Linked DNA regions of Mus musculus: regions 1 and 2 are each linked to region 3. The links are chromatin contacts, called in public HiChIP or PLAC-seq and capture Hi-C maps. All regions are on one chromosome and are shown on one strand. Each heading gives the region's core, a stretch centred on a gene start, on an enhancer-like site or on the middle of the called end of the contact. The rest is flanking DNA. Distances are from core to core; before and after follow the strand shown.

Region 1 (4,013 bases), core at 348-2,847, 2.6 Mb after region 3:
TAAATAAGCATCTACCATGTAGGCCAAAGGTTGGTAAAAGCTCGCATAAGAGATAAATAAAAGGCATTTTAGTTTTCCTGGGTGTATGTAGTCCCCACTGCAATCCTGAGAGCCTTAACATTAAAGCGTAAAACCAACCATGACATATGAAAGCAAGTGGTACGGCTGAGTCCCAATAAAACTTTATTTATAAAACAGGCAGACAGCCAGGTCTGCTAACTCCTGACTAGGATAGCACTGTGTTAGGTGAGTCAGGCAGAGAACCCGGAGGAACTGAGTACCCGAGGTTTGACTCTCTCTCCTTTGGCTCAGCTGCTTTGTCATCTAAGCAAACACATTCACTTACCCAGGTCCATTTTTCTACAAACGCCCAGCCTGACACCAGCGGTACTCTGGTTTGCTTTCCCAGAGTGTCTCTGTTGGGGTTTCTATTGCTGAGCTAAAACACCATGATACAAAGCCACTTATCTCAGCTTACAGCTCCAAGTCCCGAATCCCAGGGAGTCAGGGCAGGAACTCAAGGCAGGACCCTGGCGTCAGGAACTGAAACTGAGGCCCTGGAGGAGACTGGCTTTCCGTGAATTGCTCTCCCTGCTTTCTTACAGTACCCAGGGCCACCTGTCCAGGGGTGGAACTAATCACATGAGCTTGGATCTCCAACATTCATCATCAATCAAGAAAATGACCTATAGACTTCCTATTGGCCAATTATGTGAAGCATTTTCTCAGTTAAGACAGCCTCTTCCCAGATGACCCTGGCTTGGGTCAAGTTGACATAAAACTAGCCAATATACTTATGTTTCCGGAGGGACCAGATGAGGCAACAGATCTCAGAGTGTTTTGACTACATAGAATATGTGTTTAAAGGGTACTGTTATAATTATAGTTTTTCTTCCCAGAAATCTGTGAGCTTCTAGAGACAAGCTTGTATCTTTTAACTCTGAATTTCTGTTTTTTTTTTCTTAGCACATTCACTTTTATATACCAGACACACTATGACTGTTTGTTAAATAAAAAGAAAGCTGAAGAACGGGGCTGTAGCTCCGTTGGTGGTGTGCATGCCCAGCGTGCATAAATCCCGGGCTGATCTCCTGACCACATGAACTGGGTGTGGTGGTCCAGGCCTAGAACAACTCGGGGGATGGAAGGAGGAGAATCAGGAGTCAGAGTCATCACGGACTATACAAGACTCTGTAGTGTTGGGAATTAAACCCAGGGCTTTATGTGTGAGGCAAATGTTTTAATGGGCTATGAACTCATCCCAAGAGATAGTCAAAGGGCAATAGCCTTTGAAGGAGATCCCAGCATAGTGGTTCGGTGTGTGTGTGTGTCTCAGGGGTGGGAGGGGAGCTTCCTTTTATACCTGAATTAGGCACAGGCCACACCCAAACACTTGTTTTCACAGAGAGATTCTTTATTAAAGGGGGGAAGAAAAGTTAGAGCGGCCACTCTCTGTGGCTCTGGCAGACACAGACCGGCAAATGACCTTGCAGGTGCAACGTCTAAGAAGAGAAAAGGAGAAGGGCTGTTAGAATGGCCTAGGAGGCTGTGCTAGGTTTTGATTTGGCATGTTAATTAGGTGAGTCAAAAGGGGCTTTTTCATTGCTGGACTTCAATACTTTGATTGCTGGACCTTGATAGTCAGCCTCAGGAGGAGGAAGTGGCCAAATAAGGGAATAGACCTTGGTGGCTGGCTTTAGGAATGTAATCTAATGGTTTTTAGGGAGGCAGAGGGAATGGGGGAGAAGGGCAAGGACTGCCAGAGGCAAGTTGCTCCAGCTGGCCAGAGTCCCTTCAGCCTTTATCTGTGCTACTGTACTCACTAATTTAGACTCATGATGCAGACATTTGAATATGTAAATAGTAGGTTATATGAAGCAGGGAGAGGTGGGGATGGCAGTTAACTGGAGAAAGTGTACCCTATGCAAAGGGACCACGGTCCTTAGCTCCAGGGAGTCTATGTGGCAAGGTGGGCCTTCCCCAAGAGTTTGAGAAGTTGGAAATCTATGTATTTAACTCCATTTCTTGGGTTTTTAAATATTGGTAGTTAATTCTCAAGTCTAAAAAATCGATAACCCTTGTCGTCAGACCAATTGGAACTCTTGTAATTTATAGAAGATATAAATGGAAGTCATAATTAAAAATAATTAGAAAATCCTTAGGTTTCACTGTGGTACACCCCAGCCTGAATGAACGGCCTCTCCTGTTGCTGTAAGATCATTTAAAAAACAAGGCCCTAGAGCATGCCCTGACATCACTATTCGCTGTTTTTCTCTTTTGTTCTGTTTTTAGTTCAGATCTTCCTCTTTGGGCAAGTCTTCCCTAAACCTGCCTGAAGCAGCACTGTGGGGCTGGAAAGTCATGTGACTGGGAAACCAGTCTGGAGCAAGAATGAGGCCGTTTCCAAACCCTGAAAATTTTGTCCCGAGCCCTGCAGGCGCAGTGCTGTCTTCCCCTTGCTTTGGGCCTGTATGTCCACTACATGGAAGCCTTATGACCTTCACCTCCACCACCCTTGAGATAGTCCTGTAGCCTGGTGGCCGAAGTATAGGTTAAACTTCCTCTCTCTCTGTTAGGACGTGCCCAGCAAGCGCATGTAAATGAAGCATTCTTGAACCTCAGCCTCAGCCAATGATGCTTATTCACTGTAAAACCCCTACCCACTCCCTAAGCTTTATATAGCCCCTGCTGACCCTCAGATAAAGAGAGCTTTCTCGCTGAAAACCATCTCCAGAGAAGGCTATTTCTCCCCCACTCACACCATCTGAGTCCCGCTAACCCACCCACTCAGCTAAGCTCCGTTCCTTTCAGTCTCGCCCACTGTGTAACGACAGGTGCCTGGATACCCTGAGCGCAGAAGCTGACCTGGGCCAGCATGGCATTTCTCCCTGTTCTTCTCCAAGCTGCTTCTTTGGACTGGGCGTAACCTTCTTGAAGCAGCTCTACTACGATTTCCGGAAGACTTGAACTATCTCAAGTTCTGGCCGTCGTAGCCGTTGAACACACATGTGGAATGAGTCACTGTGTGGATCTACTGCATTAGACTAGGTGCTGGGAGATAGTGGGCTGTTTGGTGCCCAAGCGTGAGGAGCCCCCCCCCCCCAGCTCCCACATAAACACTGTCTGCAGAGTTACTGCAATCTCAACACTAGGGAGGTGGATACAGGAGGAGTCTTGGAGCTTCATGGCCAGCCAACCAAGCTAAATCAAGGAGTGTCCCAGGTGCTGTAGGAGACCTGAATACATACACACACATGTAAAAAGCTTGGACCCGTATACAAGCACCACATATATACAGACATGCACACGCATGCACACGCAGGAGCGTGCAGAAGATACCCAGACAACTCAGTCACCTACCCTGCGACCAGAACACAGATGGGAAAAGAATTTCCGTAAACAAGAACCTGACCATCAATATCAACCTCAGCCTTACTGACCAGCGACTGACTCCCGACACTGGGGAACATCCAGAAATCTGTCTACATCCTGGCTTTTACACGATGTCTGCGACTCAGCGCTTGCTAAGATCAGCCTCTTGGCAATGGCTGTGTAGATTTTTTTTTATGACGCCCACAAATTAGTGGGGACACTGACGAGTGTAAACTGCTCTGACAGATGATGGGAAGAGGTCTGACATATTTTCATAGAACAGAAAGCTTTCCTATTTTGAGACATTCTTAGAGGGGGTGAAAAAAAAAGGAGCCATTAGAAACGTTAAAGGTTCAGCAAGAGCCAGTCAGCTTAAGCAGGAAAACACTGATGTCTGCAGAAGGCCTCGTCGTCTCACCTGTCATGAACTTTACTCCAGTCAAACTGTTAGGTCGCTAGTGAGATATTAGCTTGAAGATCCTTAAGAATAGCCCCCCACCCCCATCATCAATACTGTGTAAAAATGGAAACTAAAACCATAGGATGTTGACCATGGCCAGAAGAGTGAGTTCAGAGTGTATCTGTGGCCCTGGGTGGGCACAGGATGTTCTGAGCTGCCTGGAAGGCCACACGATCATTAT
Region 2 (3,817 bases), core at 798-3,297, 2.3 Mb after region 3:
CTTCAAAGCAGTTAGCGAGGTGTGGTCATGTTTTTCTGCACCAGCTGGGAGGGATTCTGAGTCAGAGCTCCTGGATGTGTAACCAGGGTGGCAGAGCAATAAGAGTTACAGCTGGGATTCGAATGTAGGCTGGTGACTCATAGCCTAGAGGGTTCATCTCTATACTGAACCAGGAAGCTGCTTTCTTCTTCTTCTTCTTCTTCTTCTTCTTCTTCTTCTTCTTCTTCTTCTTCTTCTTCTTCTTCTTCTTCTTCTTCTTCTTCTTCTTCTTCTTCTTCTCCTTCTCCTTCTCCTTCTCCTTCTCCTTCTCCTTCTCCTTCTCCTTCTCCTTCTCCTTCTCCTTCTCCTTCTCCTTTTTCTTCTTCATCTTCTTCTTCTTCCTCCTCCTCCTCTTCCTCCTCCTCCTCCTCCTTCTTCTTCCTCTTCCTCCTCCTCCTCCTCCTTCTTCTTCCTCTTCCTCCTCCTCCTCTTCCTCCTTCTCCCTCTCCCTCTTCCTCTTCTTCCTCCTCTTGCTCCTCCTCTTCTTCCTCCTCCTCCACTTCTTCTTCCCCCTTTTGTTCCTCCTCTTCTTGCTCCTCCTTCTCTTGCTCCTCCTCCTCCTCCTTTTTCTCCTCCTCCTCCACCACTGCCACCACCATCATCATTCAAAAGGCCAGGAAGTGAATATCTCAGTTAGAGGGACCACACAGCCACACAGTGTGGGCCATGTAAACACTATATATCAATGGGTGAGGCCCTCTTCAAATACAATTTTGATAACAAAACAGGCAATAGAAATATCTAGTCCTAATCCCAGCATTTAGGAGACAGAGGCAGGAGGATCTCTATGAGTTCCAGGGCAGCATAGTATATATAGTAAGTTCCAGACCAGCCAGGGCTATACAGTGAAACACTGGAAGGAGTTGGAGGGTGGGGAGATAGAGGACAGACAGATGGACAGACAGGCAGAAAAAATTGGAGAAGGGAAGACAGACAGACACAGATCCTGTTCATTACCACAAAGCTATAAAAACAGGGAAAGGGGCTGCACAAACAGGGGAAGCAGGCACTGGGGCTGGGACTGTGTGTCAGGTTCTCAGAGGAATGACAGCTTGCTGAATGCTGCTGTTAGGGAGCTGGGGAAAGAGCATCCATGAGAAGAACAGGGAGATGCCAGGAAGGCTCAAAGAGGAGAGAACAGGGCTGCGGATGGAGAGTCATTGGTGCAGTTGGTAATTTCCAGGAGAGCCAGAGAGTGCTAACAGGGGCTTCATCTGCACAGCCAGCCTGCTTAGCCAACAAGCTATGAAGATGTAAATGAAAGCAGGGTCCTCGCCTCCCCAAGTTACTTCCTCTGGTTAAGGTGTCTATCACAGCACCAGGAAGGCAAACCAGGGCGCCCTCCTATGTCTTCTTGTCCCCTGAAAGGAAAAAGGAGTTTGTAACCAAAACAAAAAGCACAGAACTGCTCCTGAACCGTGCCATAGTTCAGTTTAAGTCACTGTCTTGACTCTGGGTGATACTGGGGTGACAGATAACGGTGCATCATTTGTCAATGCCTAAAGCTAAGAGGACGGAAAAGAAATCCTACAGGCATCCCCAACTTCCGAGTTCTCCGGCTTCCATGTTTCACGATGCCACTCTCACCCGCCAAATGATCGGGTATCCGGAGATGTGTCTCCTGACATCAGCCCCCACTCCCACGCTGGTGAGTCAGAACACTAAATTCATGAAGACAAATTTGATTAAGCTTCACGCTGTGGTGACCAACAGCTATTTTTCTTGAGGCATTGAATCCAAACCTCTCGGGTGTGGGGACGAATGAGCCAGGCATTGCTGGGCCAAGTCAGGGCAGGGCTTGAAGTATAAGTCTCAGCACAAGCAGAGAGCTCCTTGGTTAATCTTTTATTCAGGCACAGGTCCAGGGGCATCACTGATTAAATTTTTTTATTTGGGCACAGGCATTGTTTTAAGGGGTAATTACAGACAATCCATATACAGGCATGCCTGGGCAGCTTCTAAGAGGAAAACTTTAGACCAAATTCTGGATCCCAAAGAGATCCTCCCATTGATATGTTAATCATCTCCTGTGTGCCAGCCTGCTGCGAAGAGATACTTACTGGAACAAAGGAGAAGCCTGTGGGAGAATAAAGCGGGGTAAGTGGTCTCAGACTGTAACCCCTATCGATATTGACAGGAGCTGGAGGAATTCTGACCCATTCATGGGTTTAAAGGGACAATCAAGCAGGGTATGGTGGCTCATGCTTGTAATCTAGCCATTGAGGGGACCTGAGGTAAGAGGATTGCCAAAAGTTCCAGGCCAGCCTGGGTATTTAGTATTAAGACCCTACCTCAGGAGGGGGGAAAAATGAGGCTGGAGAGATGGCTTAGCTAAAAAGAGTGTGTACTTACTGTTCCTGCAAAGGACCTGAGTCCTGCACCCAGCACACAGCACACAGCACCCACCGCACTGCCTGTAACTCCAGCTCCAGGTGACCTATTTAGGCATATTCACATACACAGAAACACAAATACATATAAATAACAAGAAGGAGAAGGAGGAGGAGGAACAGGAGAAGGAGGGAGAGGAGGAAGAGGAAGAGAAGGAGGAGGAGGAGGAGAAATAATAAAGGTCCATTATGAATGACTCTATCTGGAATCAACTGGCATTTCCACTCCATGCTCTTAGCACACACAGCACAAACATTTGGGCATTATCATTCCACAGAAAGGCAACCCTTGCACAGGAAACAAATAAAAGCCACCTGCCTATAAATCAAACTGACTACAATCAAATACTGGTCACCTGCCTGTGACTACATTCCCAGAGTTAATGATGAATTCACAGATTGTGTGTGTGTGTGTGTGTGTGTGTGTGTGTGTGCGCGCGCGCGCGCGCGCCCTCACACAACTGTGGTGTGGGGGATTGAACCTGGGGCCTCTTGCATGCTAAGCAAGCACTCTGCCACTAAGCTATATATCCCAGCCCTTAATAATTGACTCAGAGAGTTCATATACGGCTTTAACATATACCAGGCATCATACTAGGATCAGAGGATAAATACTAAAGTGAATGTGTTTGGCAAGGAGTTTATATTTCTAGGGGTAAAGAATCAATAAATCATTTTCTAAATAATAATAAATTGGATTTTGTGGAGTACCACAAAAAAAAAAAAAAGGTCCTAAAAAGGAGGAGAGGCAAGCCAGGCATAGTGACACATACCTTTGATCCCTGTACATACCTTTGATCCCTGTAGAGCCAGGTGGATATTTGAGGCCAGCCTGGTCTACATAATGAGACCTTGTCTCTAAGAAGGGAGGGAGCCAAGAGCTAAATGGGCCACAGAAAGGTCTTTCTAAGGAAGTTAGATATACACAGGAAGATGCTCAGACTAGCACTGGGTAGCCTACAGGGCAGCTTCCTTCCCATCTAGGAGAGGAGGCACGTCATGCCTGAACTCAGAAGTTTTCCCAGTGTAAGCTGGACATAGTAATTCATTCCTGTGATTTCAGCATTCAGGAGGCAGAGACAGGGAGATTACTGAAAGCACAAGGCCAGCCTGGTCTACAGAGTGAGCCTGGGGCCAGCCAGGAAACGTAGCAAGATCCTGTTGCAAAAGGAAAACCAAGAATTGAAAAAAACAGGCTGGAGATGTAGTTCAGTTGGCAGAATATTTCCTAACACGCATGATGCCCTGGGTCCAAGTCTCAGTAAAAAAAAAAAAAAAAACCAGAAACAAAAAACAAACGAGACGTAGTGGAAATGGACATAACCATCTGGAGAAGCAGAGGCAGGCAGCAGAAACCCAAGCTTAAAACCCAAGCTCATTTGAGCTGC
Region 3 (3,561 bases), core at 3-2,502:
ATTAAGCTCTATGAGGGGATGTGGCCTCATGTGTCTTGTCTGTTCCACTCACCAGCTACTTCAGCCCCAGAGCCCTGGATTTTGTACCTGGGTACAATTGCCATTTGGGGCTTGGGGAAATGTCCCTTCTTTCTAGAAGTCTACACTGACCACATCCCCAGAGTCCTGTTGGGCGCTTCCCCTCTAAGTCCTGAACCCCAGCAGCTCTGACTGTCTTGGAGAGTCCTCTGCCACTTAGTGCCCAGCCTGGAAGGCTGATGACCTCAAATAGACCCTGAGCAGCCACGAGTCCCACACCTAACCTGCATCATTTGGTCTTGACTTTGTTTTTTCGTATGTTTGTTTGTTTGTTGAGACAAGGTCTCACATAGCCCAGGCTGATCTTGAACTCCCAATCGTCCTGTTTCTATTTCCAAGTGCTATGATCACAGGTGTGTGTTACTGAATGAGCAAAAGAAAAGAAAAAGGAAGACTTGGTTGCTGGGTGTGGTAGAGGAGAGGCAGGGACATCTGGGAGAGTCCAGCGTGGACATGACCCTGAGCTCTGTGAGGAGAAGGGGAGGGGAAGGGAAGGGAGAGGGGAACCAGGTGTAACAGCCAAGTGGGCAAATGGTTGAAAAAAAAAAAAAAAGATGGCTAACCACAATGGCTGGATGATACAGGAAAGAGCCTCTGGGGAGTGGCAGCAGTACCCTGAGCTGCAGAGTTGGGAGTGGATAGAAGGCAGGGCATTCCAACCATACCCTGTGACTCTTGGGTATGGAGTGGTGCTGGGAAAACCTGGAAGCCAGGTCAGTTTTGATATGTTAAATAGACACCTTAGCTGCTTGTCGCAGGTCTGAAATTTAACAACCACCACACCCAGTTTATTCCACACTGGGGATGGAACCCAGGATTCTCTGCATGCTAACCCAGCACATCCCGAAGCCTCCTACAACCTGGTCTTGGAGAATTTACTGTGGAGTAATGGCTTCCAACCACATCGTCGCTGCAGGGCTAGGGGATGGGCAGCGCAGCTCTGTGAAATTGAGCCGGGACTGCAACTGCCAGAGAGGATGTCAGAACCCTGCCTGAGCACACTCAAAGTTAGCCAGACAGGGGGCATGGCAGCTGGACCCAAACAAGGCCAGCTCCCAGCTAGAGGCCAGCCTCATGTTTCTCCAGCCACAGAAGGCAGCGTAGAAGCTGTCTTTCCACACACCAGCCAGGGGGAAGTCAAACGATTCTACCACCTGCTCCTCACGGAGCCTGGAGCCCGCAGGCAGACCAGGTGATGGTTGCCCTCTTCTAAGAGCCCCATGCTTAGAGGGTGTAGCTCTCAGGAGTGTCCGGATAGTGTGACCTGCAATTCTTAAACTGGGCACAGCGGGACACATCTGTTTGCAGCAGTTCAAGGCTGGCCTGGCTAGCCTGAGCTACACAAGACCGCATCTCAACAAGGCAGCTCATTAACACCACTTTCCTAAGGGAGGCTGCACACCGGCTCACACTGCAGGCCACAGCCAGCAAGTTCAAACTAGTGCAGGCTGTGGGCCAGACTGTGGAACGCACAGGAAGACATCCAGAATTGCCGAGAGAGGAAGGCCAGACCTGTGTTCTCAATAGGTTTCATGACTACACCACTCACAGGCTGGCTGTGCCTGGCCTGGGTTTTGTTCTGTGGAACCACCACGCGTGTCCATTTTATTTTGTCCCTTTGTCTGGCAATTCATCATCCTGCTCTTTGGGTTTTGAGACAGTGTCTCACTAATTACACCAGGCTGACCTGAAACTCTCAGAGATCCACCTGCCTCTGCCTCCGGAGAGCTAGGATTATTGGAGTACCACGCCGCCCCCGAGTACAGCTTGTTCTAATTTAGTCTTCCCCGATCCCAGCCCCCACCTGACCTTGCTTGGGTGTGTTGTTTTGCTTTGTGAAAAGGTCTTGCTATGTAGCCAAGGCTGTCCTGGAACTAACTAGGAAACCCAGGCTATCTTTAAATTCATGGTCATGTCTTTGTGTCTCTTAAACCCTGAAATTATAGGAATATTCCACCATATCTGACTTGTTTGTAGGTTTGGGTTTTTTTGTTTTTTGTTTTTGTTTTTTGTTTTTTTTTTTGAGGCAGGGTTTCTCTGTATAGCCCTGGCTGTCCTGGAACTCACTCTGTAGACCAGGCTGGCCTCGAAGTCAGAAATCCGCCTGCCTCTGCCTCCTGAGTGCTGGGATTAAAGGCGTGCGCCACCACGCCCGGCTTAGGTTTGGGTTTTTTGTTTGTTTGATTAGTTTGGTTTGGTTTGGTTTTGGTTCTGAACCCCCCCCACCCCCCCGTGTGGTCCTGGCCGTCAGGGAATTCACTCTGTAGACCAGGCTGGTCTCAAATTCACGAAGGCCCACCTGCTTCTGACTCTGAATTCTGGGATTAAAGTTGTTCATCGCCACACCAAACTGTGTTTGTCTGGTTCACACACCCCACCCCCACCCCCAACTCCTGGTTCGGTTTTCAGATAGGCTCTCCCAGCTAGCCTGGAATTTGCTATGAAGTCATGGCTGACCTTGAATCTTCCTGCCTTGCATCCTGATTGATTGTTGGGATTAAAAGCATGGGCCACCATTTCTGATTTTCCTCTTTTTTTTTTTTTAGATAAGGGATTATGTTCCCAGGCTGATTTGTAATTTCTGGCTCAAGTAATCATCCTCCTGCCTCAGCCTTCCTGGTAGCTAGCACTGCAGGCATAGGCTTCTAAGCCTGCTTCAGTTTAACTTTTTTTTCCCATGTGTGTGTGGTATGCATGCATATGTATGTGTGCTTTCATGCATGTGGTCATATGTGCAGGCCTGTGCATATAACAGTCACGTATGTGGAGGCCTGAAGTTGATGTCTGGTGTCTTCCTGGATTTTGATTTAAACCTTGAGTCAGGGTGTCTCAACTGAACCTTGCGATTCAGCTATCCTATCTAGACAGATTGTTCAGGGGACCTAAATCTCCACCTCCTGAGCACGAGAACTTTAGTCCATCAGCCACAGGTACCACAGGTGCTGGGATTTGAACTCAGACCCCCATATTTGAGTGGAAATCTTCTTAGTTCCTAGTTTGTATCTTTGTAAAATTTTAAGAATTACTTTATTGCTGGGCACGCCTTTAATCCCAGCACTCGGGAGGCAGAGGCAGGCAGATTTCTGAGTTTGAGGCCAGCCTGGTCTACAAAGTGAGTTCCAGGACAGCCAGGGCTATACAGAGAAACCCTGCCTCGAAAAACAAACAAACAAACAAACAAAAAAAGAATTACTTTATTATTTTCTGTGCATTAATGCTTTGCCTGCATGTATGTCTGTGTACTACCAGCTTCCTGGTAACAGAGGTGGTATGTGGAGAGGGGACCACAAGGCAAAAGATAACACTGGAGAAAGCTGGTTCTCCCCTCCCACCCTGGGATCTGGAGCCACAGCTTTTCACAGCGAGCATTTTTTTTTAAACCTTCTGAGCCATCCCAACACCTGATTTTTACATTATTTAATGGTTGAGAAAACACGGGAGCAAGAATGTTTCCAGACAGCCGAAAATTATGTGAAAGCCAAG

The links. HiChIP or PLAC-seq counts read pairs in DNA pulled down with a chosen protein or histone mark. Capture Hi-C pulls out chosen DNA fragments and counts their contacts.
Region 1: an H3K27ac HiChIP or PLAC-seq map of embryonic stem cells shows a contact between it and region 3, with 6 times the contacts expected there. The contact joins two enhancer-like sites. A contact is called at or near these places in 1 of 39 promoter capture datasets (hippocampal neurons) and 1 of 115 datasets of contacts at active chromatin or transcription factors (embryonic stem cells).
Region 2: a capture Hi-C map of embryonic stem cells shows a contact between it and region 3, with 4 times the contacts expected there. The contact joins two enhancer-like sites. A contact is called at or near these places in 1 of 39 promoter capture datasets (embryonic stem cells) and 1 of 9 other capture datasets (embryonic stem cells).

What each region holds. Positions count from the first base shown.
Region 1 is chr2:169,917,010-169,921,022 of GRCm38.p6, reverse strand. It overlaps a transcript of Tshz2 not described here. Among named protein-coding and RNA genes, the nearest start is that of AY702102, 44 kb to the left of the region's middle. Within about 2 kb of position 1,597, at least 16 of the 459 cell types and tissues checked have an H3K27ac peak or open chromatin away from gene starts, as enhancers often do. A contact at or near this core is called in embryonic stem cells, where this site is marked.
Region 2 is chr2:170,244,116-170,247,932 of GRCm38.p6, reverse strand. No RefSeq gene overlaps it. Among named protein-coding and RNA genes, the nearest start is that of Gm17619, 52 kb to the right of the region's middle. Within about 2 kb of position 2,047, at least 58 of the 459 cell types and tissues checked have an H3K27ac peak or open chromatin away from gene starts, as enhancers often do. A contact at or near this core is called in embryonic stem cells, where this site is marked.
Region 3 is chr2:172,565,877-172,569,437 of GRCm38.p6, reverse strand. No RefSeq gene overlaps it. Among named protein-coding and RNA genes, the nearest start is that of Gm35982, 8.0 kb to the left of the region's middle. Within about 2 kb of position 1,252, at least 14 of the 459 cell types and tissues checked have an H3K27ac peak or open chromatin away from gene starts, as enhancers often do. A contact at or near this core is called in embryonic stem cells, where this site is marked.